2 separate regions of the Mus musculus genome follow, and region 1 is linked to region 2. Evidence: chromatin contacts called from public HiChIP or PLAC-seq data. All regions are on one chromosome and are shown on one strand. Each heading gives the region's core, a stretch centred on a gene start, on an enhancer-like site or on the middle of the called end of the contact. The rest is flanking DNA. Distances are from core to core; before and after follow the strand shown. Region 1 has its middle 76 kb from the start of Gm41649. Region 2 overlaps Gm46609 (predicted gene, 46609).

Region 1 (3,651 bases), core at 943-3,442, 280 kb after region 2:
CCCAGTGTAAACGGATGGCATGACCCTTCCATGGTATGGTTAAGGGGATGGTTTTTATTGTAGACATAAGGGAGGGAGCATCCAGCGGCATCTGGAAGAATGCAGAGAAGAAGTAGTAGACTGAACATGGCCAGCAGGATGGACCTGGCCAGGAGAGAAGCATGCACACAGAGAGGGAGGAACAGAGAGAGAGGGAGAGTGGGGAAGTGGGGAGGAGGGAGGCAGAGAGAGCCTAGCCAGGTCATAAGGAGGGTGAGGAGCTAGGGAGAGAAGCCCGTGAGCTGGAGGAGTTTAGGGAAGAGGAGGCGGAGAGCTGGGGCGCTAGCATGGCCTGTGATCACAAGCTCTGAACTATGATAACGGTTGATCTGATACGTGGTGGCTAAAGGAAAGTGGGTGGGTAGTGCACACAGTGTGGGCACACCAGGCCAGGTACACACAGCGTGGCCTCACCAGGCCAAGGGATGATCAGAAGAACAGAGAGGGCAAGTATAATACAATGAGCTATTTTGAGAGACCATGAAGAGAGATTACATTCACCTAGCACCCTGTTTACAGTATATTTATCGTGGGCGCGCTCTGTCAGACACATGAGTGCTATTTATCTTTCTATTTGTTGTCAGAAGATCCAGTAGCTTCATTGGCAGCAATCTGTCAGGTAGTCACACTGTCCTTGCCCTTGTGGTCCGACACACATTCTTTTATTCTTCTCTTATCACTAACAGTAACCCTTAGATCATACATCACATACAGTGGAGGGCGGGGGTGGCTGGGTGTAGGAGAGGGAACATATTTCCAGAGACAGCCAGACATATGTTTATGGAATTCCTGTAAGAAGTCGGAGTGAAGAGTTTTGAGAAACCAAAACTGGGAAGCTGAAATCAATGGAGAGGCAAGGTGCAAGGTGAGTAGATAGAGCTGGTCACCTGGGGTAGAGCAGGACCCTGGGGACAGAGCAGGTCACCAGGGCTGGAGGGTGCTACTGTAGGGCTGGCTGCTGCTGACTCACGGTTAGAGGCGGAGCTTCGGAGCTGAGTCTGGCTGCAGAGGAGACAGGCAACAGTGGGGACTGAGCTGAACTGGAAGTCCCTGGTACAGTGGAGAGTTCTCTACTATTTTGTCCCCTGATACACAGAGGATGGTCACCTAACAGACTGTGAGTTGGGGGGAGGGGTATTGTAAGACAGAATTCCTCTTCAGATAAAGGAGCTCTGCCTCAGGACATCCCTGAGCCCGGTGTGTCCAGAGTGCGATTTTAACACACTCACATGCTCCTACAATCCCAGTTCACCTTGACAAGTGTACAGGGTGACACCCTTTCCACACTCAGGGATAAAACCTCCATCAGTCTGTCCTTCAACACTGGTGATGCCACATGCCCGCCAAGGTAGAGCCAACCTTCTCCAAAATGAACTCTCTCAGGGCGAGGCACAGCCCGAAGACCATGGGAGAATCATGCGGGGCAGGTGCGGTCTGCACTCAACAGTATTGTTACAGTGACCCTAGTTCCTGATCAATCTGTGTTGAATTCATTATTGTTTATATATTTAGTGTTTGATTCTTGAGAGAGGGTCTTGCTATGTAGCCCAGGCTCACTACCTAGGACTCACTATGTAGTCCAGGATGTCCTGGAACTCAGGGTAACCCTCTTTGCTTTGCGTTCAGGGTGCTGACATTACACCTTCCTGTGCCTAACTTAAACATTAAACTTTATCATAGGTATGTATTTTTTTTAAAAAACCACAACATATGTACTATCTGTGACATATGTAGTGTCTGAATCCCCGAGGATGAGGGGACTTGTTCCTGTCCATCTCATCTGTGGAATGGTGGGAGGAGCGCCTCCCAGATGATGGAGAGAACTCAAAGCTCAGGAGCTGGATGGCAGTCCTGGTGTAAAACAAGGGCGTCCACCCTCGACGCGACTGCCGGTTGCCTGGGGGAAATACTTGAAAAGAAAAAGTCTGCTTTTTTGGGGCCTGCCTGGGCTTTTGTTAATAAATTTCCAGTAGGGCGCTTCCGCCACTTGCCTTTTTTTAGAGACGTGAAGAAAGGAGAATTGAAAACATTTCCTATGTTGAAATGAAAGGCACTATTTAATCTTGTCACCATCTGCCTTCGCTCCAGGCTGAGAGCCTGCAGGCCTGGCTGCCTGTTTCCTAGCGACAGGACAGACACACCTTCCCCATTAGAGACACAGCAACTGTAGACAATGCCCTTGCTCCCCCGGGACCTGGAGTGTGGCCTGGCTGGCCCTGGACACTTTCCTTCAAGCAAAGAAACCACTCTAGCTTCCTTCTCGCGGGTCACACAGCAGCAGGCCTAGCCTTTAATTAACTCGAGAAGTTCCTGTGTAGTCTTCAGAACCCAGGTTCTCTCTTCCGCTGACGCTTCACTTCTGGGAGATCCACAATGGTGTGTTCTCGGGGCGCATTCTTTCTAGAAGCTCTGAGGGAGGCTCTGAGCTGTGCGGCCTGGGTCTTAACTCCCACTGGCTCCGGCGCTCTCTGACGCCCCCTGGCTTGCAGACAGGGGGCGCCAACTCTCCATCCTCAGGCAGCTTTTCCTTCCTGTGACTGTGTCTTTCCTGTCCCTTCTGGGGACATTCGCGTAGATTTAGGGCACAACCTAATCTGTGTTGTGTGTTCATCACAACAGTCTTATTTAATTACATCGACAGAGTCCTTGATTCTAAATAAGATCACATCCTGAGGTTCCTGGTGCCATAGCCTTTGGGAAGCCAGAAACTAACCCATGGCAGAGGCCTGTCATGTCACCTGCAGCTCTTTTTTTTTTGTGGGAGAAAGGGTCTGATAAGTAAATGAGAAAGGGCATGACCATTCTAGGTATTGTTGTAGAGAGGTTCTTATGGTAGATATGAGGAAGAAGGACCAAGAGAAGACCCAAGAGAGCAAAGATGGCCAAGAGCGGAAGAACCAAGAAAGCACGGCCTAAATGGCAGGTTTATGTAGAAAGGAGAAGCTAGAGGAAGGGTAGTTTAGGGAAGGGGAGGGGAGGGGAGGGGAGGGGAGGGGAGGGGAGGGGAGGGGAGAGTTTAGGGCAGAGAGTAGGGGTAGGGAATGGAGGATGGGGTTGGGGTGGTGAGAAATGCAGAGATACCAGGACTCTAACAGGAGCTTGGTGAGAACAGAGAGCGCCTGGAAGCCTGGGTTGTTAAATAGACACCGCTGTTAGCCATTTGTCCTGAGTTTTGGGGGGAGGAGCTGACAATAAGCTGCTTATTAGGTGGCTTTACCTCTTGACCCATAACTAATGTGTGCATATATTTAAAGCCAAGCTTGGGAGGGCAGGACACTGCCTGTAAATGTAGCCCTAACCCTCACGGCAGGAATCCAGACTGGTCATTGCCTCGAGCAGTGGTTCTCAGCCTTCCTAATGCTGCAACCCTTTAACACAGTTCCTCACGTTGCAGTGCCTCCAACCATAAAGTTATTTTCATTACTACTTCATAACTGTAATTTTGCCACTACTGTGATCATGATCTGACATGCAGGGTATCTGATGTGTGACCCTGTGAAAGGGTCATCTTCTGACGATCTGCCAGCTGAGGGTCAGCCACCCCGTCTAGCTCTGCTATGCCATGGGGGATAAGAACCTGCATAGCTCGAACAGCAGGGCTCCCCTTGGACC
Region 2 (4,194 bases), core at 10-2,509:
AATCCTAGCATTCAGGATGCTGAGGCAGGAGGACTGCTGGAACTTTGAGAACAGTTTGGGCCACATATCAAGACACCATCTTTTATTCTTTAAAAAAAAAAAAAAAAAGCCTAGACATTGGGCTGGGGCTAAGAGTGGCTTTCAGAGGTCCTGAGTTCAATTTCCAGCAACCACATGGTGGCTCACAAACATTTGTAATGGCACATGTACACACACACACAAATTAAAATAAAAAGGCAATAAATATGTTTGGTGACTTTTTTTTTTTTTTTTCGAGACAGGGTTTCTCTGTGTAGCTCTGGCTGTCCCGGAACTCGCTTTGTAGACCAGGCTGGCCTCGAACTCAGAAATCTGCCTGCCTCTGCCTCCCAAGTGCTGGGATTAAAGGCATGCGCCACCACCGCCCGGCTTTTGGTGGCTTTTGTTAATACTCTAGCATAGCATCAGGCAACTTGAAGGTATCTTTTTTGAGATATTTGACCATCCAAGTGCAGCTACATAAATTCTAATCTCTGCTGGGCCCTATCTACAGAAACTGGCACTGCTTTGCTTAGCAACTGTAGGGAAATCTCCTTTGGAGAGATTCTAGGAGTGGTAGGGAACAAGACAATGGAGACTCTCACCACGCCCTGGAGGCCGCAGCCTCACCGGAGAGAACTGCAGAAGATTGCCCGGGAACCTGGAATCCAGGAGGTGGGTGGAGCTGGCAGCCATTGTTCTTTGAACATTCAAGGCCCTGGAACCTAATTTGCTAAACTAGAGCTCAAGACATAGATATCCCTGTTTAAATTCAAAGCCAAAAGACACCCAGAGGTTTTTTGTTGTTGTTGTTGTTGTTTTTTTTTTTTTTTTTTTTTTTTTTTGAGAGTCTTATCCTGTTTCTTAAGCGATGTTCCCGCCATAGGCTTCCTAGGTAGGGGGTCAGAGTCCCCCACCCCTCACCCCCGTGCCTTTCAGCCGCTATACCGCAACATGGCCAGCAGGAGGCAGCACTACATATCAGAAAGGCAGAGAACTACCAACGTAAAAAAATAAGAAGAATTGAAGCCTTTGGAGCAGCTCTCTGGTTTCATAATGTTGTCTGGGGAGGGGGGAGGGGGCGGCTTTGCTTTCTTCTGCTGCCTAAATCTGGGAAACCTAAAGCCAGTTGGGAATAATTCTGCTGCTTTTTGTGATAGAGGAAGCTGATTTATTCCCTCATGCGCATGGGCATGAGCAAAACATGACCACCGTACAAGAAGGGCATGCGCGCGTGTGCTCGAGCCCCCCCCCCCCCCAACACACACACACTTCCTCTTCCTCTGTCTAGAGTTTCTCTTCCCGAGCCACTTTAAATTTGCTCTGTAACGCAAGTCTTGGCTCCCTGTTAAAGGAATGCTAGGGATCAGTGAGTAGGGTAGGGAAAACGTTATTTTCAGGAAATGCCCAACCATCCCAACATACCTACGGTCAATCCTACTTTGAAGGCAGGTCAAGCCAGTATCTGATTTCTGAGTTCCTGATCCAGAAAGACAAGCAGCTCTAACTGCAGGCCCAGTCTCCCTGCCTGGATCCCCCCACCGTGGAATCTCACCGAGCTCCCACTCTTCTCAGTACTAACTGTAGAGACTTTCCAGGCCTGTAGTCAGAGAGCTCGGGGTGACTGTCCAACATAAATGCCAAAGAAGTCCCTGTGCGGGATGCTGTCTTTGCCCTGCCCCAATGGGCATGTCCAAGCTACTGTTTGGAGACTTCGAGTTCACCAGGCCCTCCCTCTGCCCTTTGAACCTTCCTGGAGCCTGTGGCTTTTCTCTGGTTCTTGGATGGTTAAAGGGGCATTTCCATTCCGCCTGCTTTCCTCACCGTTGGCCTCTGTGTCTCAGGTGGCAGGGTGTGGTCCCAGCTAGAGGCCTAAATGAAAAGGAAAGACAAAGAAGAAAAAGAAAAAGAAAAGGAAAAAAGAAAAAAAAAATCCCATTCATCATTCATGACGATCCCACAAATGAATGTGACCATTCACATTTTAACAAGGGGAGCCCCCACACCCCAAGGCATTGAACTGTACATGTACAGTGGACTCCAGCTTTTAGAGACTAAATCAGCTAGTATCTATCTACCCAGAGGGCAGCTGTGGTAGGCTGGCCGGCTGTGGTAGGGCAGCCCTCCGCCAACCACCGTTTCCTTCTCAGCTCATGCAGTGACCTCACTCTCTGGTCTGTTCACAGGCTCTCCCACGAAGCCTTTGAGGTTCGTCAGCTTCGCCTCAGCCGCTCCGAGTGTACACTGGCCTGAGTTCTGGGGAGCTACCTCAGCTCTGGTTTTCTCTCCATCCATGGGCGTGGGGCCCAAGGCCATGATACCTCACTTTTATGGTGCGGATAACACCTTTGTCCTAGGAACTTTCTGGTTCCACCCACTCCTTCCAGTACCTCTCCTTGCTTTTCTCGGGGACATGAATGGACTCCATTGAGCAACGCTGCATGCTGGGAGGGATCACGTCACACTTTATACCTGCTCCTGCTATTCACTTCTCAGTGTGATGTTTATATAAGCACAGACTCAACCGGAACTCCCAGCCATTCGTGGACCCATCTCTTTGGCTTCCACAGGAACCCTGAAGGTAGGAGGGAAGGCTTGCCATTCTGTAAAAGGGCAGGCAGGCTAAAGGAACAGCCAGGCCTTCTCCGCAGAAGAAATAGCCCGGCCAGTATTCACTCATGTGACTTCTATCTGTGACTGAGAAGGCCTTTCCAGGGAAGCTGCAGTCTGTAGTTATAAGCCTGTTTCAGACAACGAATTTGAGGCCAGCCTGGCCTACATGAGATCCTGTCTCACAAAAACAGAGAGGTCTTGAATGCTCAGAACCCAGAGAAAGGAGGATGTCTGGATGAGAGATGTGCTAACTGCCCTGATCTGATCATTATCTGGTTTTGATTTGTTTGTTTTATTGTTTTTGGTGTTTGTTTGTTTGTTTGTTTGTATGTATGTTTAAGTAGTATCTCATATAGCCCAGGCTGTCCTTGAACTCCTAACTCTCTAGTCAGAAGCCTTATGAGTTCTGGGATCATAGGGCATACACCACTATCACCTGACTACCGTCATATACAAGAACTAAAATGTCACACTGTGTTCTTTACACAAGTACAGTTATGTGTCAGCCAACAAATAAAGGCTTTCAAGAACCTCCGTATGTAGCAGGACTGATGTGGGGCTAGAGCGCTGGCTCAGCAGGGAGAAGACCAGAGTTCAGTGCCCAGCACACACATGGGGCAATTCACAGCCATCGATAGCTCCAGCTCCAGGGGATCTGTCCTCCACACACACCCATGCTCATGGGAACAAACACACATATATGACAATAAATAAAAATAAAATAAAATTGAAGAAAAAATCCAGTAGTGTTAGGAGTATGGCTCAGTGGTAGGGTGTATATGTAACACCTTCAGTTTGAATCCAGTACTACAGAAAAAAAGAAAGAAAGAAAAAAAAGATTAAGGGGCACTAGAAATTGTGTACCTGCTTAGAAGATTTGTTTTACTGAGAGCAGAATAAGGAGGTTCTCTGGGTAGCTCTGGCTGTCCTAGAATTTACCCTCAGAGATCCATCTGCCTCTGTCTCCTGAGTGCTGAGATTAAAAGAAGATTTTATTTAAAAAAAAAAAAAAAAAAAAAGACTTTTAGGGCTAGTGAAATGGCTCAGCGGTTAAGAGCACTGACTGCTTTTCCGGAGGTCCAGAGTTCAAATCCCAGCAACCACGTGGTGGCTCACAACCATCTGTAATGTGATCTAAAGACAGCTACAGTATACTTACATATAATAAATAAATAAAACTTAAAAAAATGGCTTTTAATGTAGGGCATAATGGTGCACAGGAGGCAGAGGCAGGCAGACTGCTATGAGTTTGAGGCCAGCCAGATCTACATAGTGATTTATAGCCCATGGAGAAACTGGGTCTGAAAAAGAAAGAAAGAATTTAAAAGTTAGCACAAGCAAAATATCTCCTCCATGAGCGGAGGCACGTCCCAAACAGCTGCCCATCTGCGTTCAGTCCTGAGACTCAGGTGACAAGGGGGAGGACAGACTCCTACGGACTGTCATTTGACCTCCACACAGTAACACATGCATACCCCAACCCATACAAAATAAATAAGCAAAGGTAACAATAAAATCATTAATTAAGGGGCGGGAGAGACGGCTCATCGGTTAAGAGCACTG

The links. HiChIP or PLAC-seq counts read pairs in DNA pulled down with a chosen protein or histone mark.
Region 1: a contact with region 2 is called in an H3K27ac HiChIP or PLAC-seq map of embryonic stem cells, with 5 read pairs. The contact joins two enhancer-like sites. A contact is called at or near these places in 2 of 484 Hi-C or Micro-C datasets (the HL-1 cell line and embryonic stem cells) and 3 of 115 datasets of contacts at active chromatin or transcription factors (embryonic stem cells and pancreatic cancer cells).

What each region holds. Positions count from the first base shown.
Region 1 is chr17:87,875,474-87,879,124 of GRCm38.p6, forward strand. No RefSeq gene overlaps it. Among named protein-coding and RNA genes, the nearest start is that of Gm41649, 76 kb to the left of the region's middle. Within about 2 kb of position 2,193, at least 97 of the 459 cell types and tissues checked have an H3K27ac peak or open chromatin away from gene starts, as enhancers often do. A contact at or near this core is called in embryonic stem cells, where this site is marked.
Region 2 is chr17:87,601,117-87,605,310 of GRCm38.p6, forward strand. It overlaps Gm46609 (predicted gene, 46609), which reads right to left. Exons shown (of 3, transcript NR_169183.1): 3 at 1,167-1,890. Among named protein-coding and RNA genes, the nearest start is that of Gm46609, 10 kb to the right of the region's middle. Within about 2 kb of position 1,260, at least 107 of the 459 cell types and tissues checked have an H3K27ac peak or open chromatin away from gene starts, as enhancers often do. A contact at or near this core is called in embryonic stem cells, where this site is marked.